Linked DNA regions of Mus musculus: region 2 is linked to region 1. A link is a contact called in public capture Hi-C data. All regions are on one chromosome and are shown on one strand. Each heading gives the region's core, a stretch centred on a gene start, on an enhancer-like site or on the middle of the called end of the contact. The rest is flanking DNA. Distances are from core to core; before and after follow the strand shown. Region 1 holds the start of Hspb3 (heat shock protein 3). Region 2 holds the start of A430090L17Rik (RIKEN cDNA A430090L17 gene).

Region 1 (2,770 bases), core at 225-2,724:
TGCGTGAGCTCAGGTTCCTCACTGGCCGCAAGGTTATTTAAAACTTTCGACCAGTAGAGACAGCAGACGCTGGCACTGGCCATCCCCCCTTCAAAATAGCGAGCATTAAGATTTCCTGAGCCCAGCAATGCAACGTTTTAGTTTCCCACACCTAGCATACGAGACACTATACACTCTGGGCTAACAAATATAACACCAAAGCAAGTAGTATACATTGTCTAGCAGCAAAACTTCTGGTAGGGTTCAGTTTAGCTTTGAAAACTATATGTGGTCTATATGGGAACTTTTAAAAAACTAAAATACCTGAAGATCCCCACTGATGTTTAAATGAGCAACAACTGTTGTGACTTTTAACTAGATTCAGACCCAGGTCCCGTAAATTATAGTATACAGAAATAAAATTTTCTCTTTGAAGCCCTCCCCCCTCTTTCTAGCAATGCAGAAACTTTTCATACAGTGAGGAAAAATCAGATCTCTTTACTGACAAGGACTGGTTTGCCATGGGTTGTCCAAATGGCCTCTGTGGAATTTTAGACTCATCAAAAACCAGGCTGAGCATTCTCTAGTACCAACCACAGTCTGCTAGCTCTGAGGTGGCTTCATTGTAAAAGCAGCAGCACTCCTAACTGCACAAACACATTTGAAAACCTTCCTTTCTGGCTACCAATAAGAAAGACAACCTCCACATACCAGGAACGGTGGATACATTTGGTTTTTTTTAATCCTCATAAAAGTGACAGCAATCCATCTCAAAAGTTTAAGCATTCCCGGGGTGTCCCTGGCTTTCATCTTCCTTCCTGGGGTATGAAGAGCAACCAAAAGGCTTTCACTTGGTCCCTAGTGAATCTTTGACTTCCACCACCAAGATTCCATCATGACAGAGGATGGCAGACAAATCTTTGGTTTCGACTCCATCTGGCAGTTTGTACTGTCTGGTGAAACTCCGCGATATAAACCCGTGTTCGTCCATTCTGGTTCCGTGCTGTGCCTTGATCAGCAGCCAGCCCTCGAAGGTCTGGATGATGATGTCCTCGGGCAGGAACTGGACCACATCCAGCAGGATCTGGAAACGGGATTTGCCTTCTCCGGGTGGCTTCTCCGTGGAGGCTGAGTCCTCTGCCAGAGCCTGTGGCGTGCCTGCGCCTCTGGCTTTACTCAGGTCCTCGATGGTTGGCCCGGGCAGTGCGTATAGTGTATGATCCAGTCTGCAGTCTTCTAAGCCTCGAGCTTCAAACTCCTCCTGATAACGCACTGGGGTCTCTATGAGGTGCCTCAAAATGATTTTTGCCATAGCAGAGGCGACTCCAGCGTTGAACCACTTCCCTTCCGTGAGTGTCTAGTCTCTGGCGTTGCCTGCGGACTCGATTCTTAGTCCTAGCAGCTCCGTTTACAGTCCTGCCCAGACGGCAGCTTAATTGGGGCTGAATCAGACCGGCACACTGACTCTTGTCTTTTCACACACACTGACAATGAATGGCTATTTATAGCCGCCTCTGCGAGTTGCATTTAGCTCACAGCCTGTACAAGTGGGCCAGGCAGGGATCGCACTTGCACGCTCCCTTAGCCTTGGCAGGCCTGTCTGCCTTGTTCACCCCAAAACACAAAGTAGAAACCAGAAGCAGCGCTTGAAGATCACACCGTGTGACCTGCAAAGTGTGCAATCATCTCAGTACAAGCCTCTCCCTCTGCCTGAAAATTCCATTCGGGGAGAGACGATTCTAACTCTGGTTTATGAGAAATCAATCAATTTCAAACAGCTACTAAACTCCAGCTAAGTTCGGATCCTATTCCGTTCTTTTTACTCTTTTGTGCCTAAAGGACACCTGAACCACATCAGCTGGTGTTTGTACATCTGACTCGGCAAAATGAGATGGGATGACTAAGCGAGAAGACTGTGCAACTTCAGAGGGAGCCTGGGAGCTCAGGACTGACAGAAATAGTCAATAGCAGAGGGCAAAATGCAAAGCGTTCAACTATTTCATATTAAGGTTCAGAAAACAAAGAATGAATCTAATCAACACCATGCTATTGAATGGGCAAAGACACTCACTGCACATCATTTCTCAACTAGAGCACCCTTTCATTGTCCTTCCACTGGCCAAGACTGAGGCAGCTGCCGCGGAACTTCTTCAAGATGTGCTACATAAAAATAGAGTCTGCCAAGGTATTTTATATTATTTGTGACTATTGAGAAGGGTGTTGTTTCCCTAATTTCTTTCTCAGCCTGTTTATCCTTTGTGTACAGAAAGGCCATTGACTTCTTTGAGTTAATTTTATATCCAGCTACTTCATTGAAGCTGTTTATCAGGCTTAGGAGTTCTCTGGTGGAATTTTTAGGGTCACTTATATATACTATCATATCATCTGCAAAAAGTGATATTTTGACTTCTTCCTTTCCAATTTGTATCCCCTTGATCTCCTTTTGTTGTCTAATTGCTCTGGCTAGGACTTCAAGTACAATGTTGAATAGATAGGGAGAAAGTGGGCAGCCTTGTCTAGTCCCTGATTTTAGTGGGATTGCTTCCAGCTTCTCACCATTTACTTTGATGTTGGCTATTGGTTTGCTGTAGATTGCTTTTATCATGTTTAGGTATGGGCTTGAATTCCTGATAAGAACTTCAAGTCTCTAAAGAAAGAAATTAAAGAAGATCTCAGAAGATGGAAAGATCTCCCATGCTCATGGATTGGCAGGATCAACATTGTAAAAATGGCTATCTTGCCAAAAGCAATCTACAGATTCAATGCAATCCCCATCAAAATTCCAACTCAA
Region 2 (2,700 bases), core at 16-2,515, 490 kb after region 1:
TCCCTGTGTAGTCCATAAGTGAGCCAGGACTCTCAGTGTAGACTAAGCTAGCCTTGAACTCATAGACATCCACCTGCCTCTGCCTTCTGATCGACAAGACTAAAGGTGTGCAGCACCACACCGGGCACAGGCTGTGGCTCATTCTCCAGGCTTTCTGGTTCTGAGGTCTTCATTCTGTCAACAGTATTAACAGCTGACCTGCCATGCCGGGCTTCAGAGATGAGAAAGAATACACTCCTATTTCTCAAGTCCCGTTTCCCATAACAAAGGAGCTGATCTGAATAACCCTATCGCCTTCTATTGGAGTCAGCTGTTTTTCTTGCTTCTGGTTGAAGTATAGTCACAGAGCAGGGATGAGTGAGAAGTCCTGCATATTACTAACTGGCCCTTTATGATCGTTAAACAGCCCAGGCCTGGGGTGATAGCCTGCAATCCCAGCTGGGAGCCAGAGCTGCGGCCAGGCTGTTGCTGCTTCTGCTAGGGATTCTGTCTCCACATTTTACAGACCTCTGTTCTAACCTCCTCAGTCAGCACAAACAGCAGGCTTGCATGGGTGGCTTGTCCCAGCGCACCTCTGCAGCCTTTACATAGCCTCTTCAGTCTTGCACAAGGGATGACAGGTGACTGAGTGGCATTTTTCAGGAAACCGGCCTGTACGATCTAAATTACCAGAGTTCCGTAGAACGCTTGAGACCCTCCACTACAAGTCATCATAGCCATCCACAGACATAAGAAAAACCACTCAAAGTCTGCTAGTGTTTCACAAAGGAAACACCTGTGGTTCTCCTAGATATGGGGACGTACAGGAGAAAGAAGTACTCAATGGCCCCAGGCAGTTATGAAAGGCACCACAGGGGCTAGGTAGACAGTTCTCAACAGGCCAGGTCCACCCAGGTGATGTTTAGGCATCAGAGGATAGGATATAACATCTTTAGCTTTCGCAATTACCAACGGGTGCTTGTGGCATTTAATTCTCCAACATGAGAGATGACGTAGTTTGGTGGACGGCACGGTCAGTCCCACATGATACGATGTTCCTCCCTGACTCTGTCTTTAATGTCTAACCACACTTTCATGTGGGTCAGAGCTCTGTTTATAAATAGCCAAGCTCAGAACCTAAATTTATTTCATGTAAAACACAAAGTAAGCCATGTTCTAGCATCCCCCCCCACCGACCCCCACCTGAGCTTACCAAAGTATACAAGAGAAAACTAGGTCGCCCGTGGGCACATACATACTCCATGCATGCCTTCATAACAAAAACAGGAAGCAGACGTTTATCACTATAAGTAAAAGGAAGTTTGCAGGTGTCAAAGAAGGAAAGATCAATGACTCAAGTTAGGAGCTGCATATGCCTTCTAAAAATTTAGTCACAGAAATTGCAAGTAAAATGCATTAAAGGGGAGTGAGGGTAAGTAACCCAGCCTGCATCCTCACAATCGAACTTGTATCCCTGGAGCTGAGGAAGGGCTGTCTTAGGGCTTCACTACTGAAGGAAATGTGATGGTCATGCCCAGCCCTGAGAAAGTGTGCCGTGTGATGTCTCGGGAGTTTAACAGCTGCTACAACCATTAGCAGTGACGGAACCACCGTGCCTTCTGTTATAAAAAGACTGTGTGGTGGATTCAACGTGTGAATAATGGACTCTGGTCATGCAGATCACCCACCGAGCCTCAGAGAGGACGGGCTCGGGTGGCAGAGCTAAAATAGGTTGGCTGCTTTTCGGTGGCTTTGTTTTTCTATCTCTAGGGTGGACACATGGCTACCGACGAATGCCCACTCTGTGACTATCCCGAAAATAGCTAAATGACCACAGGTTGCCAGGCAGCTGCGTTCTGATGTCACTCCTCCTTGTAGCACTTCCCAACTGACCGTGACATGTACGCAGCAGGAAAGTGTTTCAAAAGACTTAGGTTCATATTTAGAACTTGTCTCTTAATAAGAAAACAATCTTGAATGGCGATCCCCCTATCCTGGGGGCACTTCTTTGCATTCTAAAGGAAACTCGGATTTAAAGTCATCATTCGTGTTAGTCAAACTTGAACACTGGTCTTTAAAATGATCATCAACATAAAAATAAAAACGTGCTGATAATAAGCCAACATGACAGTAAGTTTTATTGTAGTAACTCCGGGTTATTGTAATAACCCGAAGTCGGGTTAGGATAAGAAAACAAAATTGAAATTTATTCTGAAGGCATTTAGGATTAGACAGTCTCTCAGGCATCGTGTTAGGAACTCGAAACTCTGATGGTGCAAAGCTGTGTTCTGGCAGCAGAGAAACTCGAGGTATGCCAGCATCTAAGGATCTGAATCTTTGTTTTAAGACTTACATTGTAAAGTTTATGGAATCCTTCAAATGCCAGCTGGGTGATTGTGGCTCCATTAGGTGCCCACTTAGGTTACACTGCCGAAAATCTCAAGTTACTCTGCAGTATTTGTCAGATTAACGCCACTGGGTTCCTCTGTCTGGTGACGACCCTGTCTTCGTGGCTTCTGTTTCCTTCATTTTAGGATTCAGCAAAACCTACCTTTAGCCATCTTTGCTCTCTTCCAAGTGTGCCTGTGTGATAAACAAGCTAGAACTCACTAGATTTTATGTCTGTCAGAAATCTGAAAGGTGAACAGTTACTTGGAGATCATTAACCTCCTCATTGTCATCACATTAGCTGGAATTCTGCTGTAAGGATTAATCTGTGTG

Evidence for each region. Capture Hi-C pulls out chosen DNA fragments and counts their contacts.
Region 2: a capture Hi-C map of embryonic stem cells shows a contact between it and region 1, with 3 times the contacts expected there. The contact joins the promoter of A430090L17Rik here to the promoter of Hspb3 in region 1. A contact is called at or near these places in 2 of 39 promoter capture datasets (embryonic stem cells and stem cell-derived epiblast-like cells) and 1 of 9 other capture datasets (embryonic stem cells).

Annotation. Positions count from the first base shown.
Region 1 is chr13:113,662,202-113,664,971 of GRCm38.p6, forward strand. It overlaps Hspb3 (heat shock protein 3), which reads right to left and starts at 1,475. Exons shown (of 1, transcript NM_019960.2): 1 at 695-1,475. The coding sequence starts at 1,291. The coding sequence ends at 827. All of the region lies in intron 1 of Gm34586 (a long non-coding RNA gene), which reads left to right.
Region 2 is chr13:114,150,327-114,153,026 of GRCm38.p6, forward strand. It overlaps A430090L17Rik (RIKEN cDNA A430090L17 gene), which reads right to left and starts at 1,266. Exons shown (of 14, transcript NR_045836.1): 1 at 1,193-1,266. All of the region lies in intron 4 of Arl15 (ADP-ribosylation factor-like 15), which reads left to right.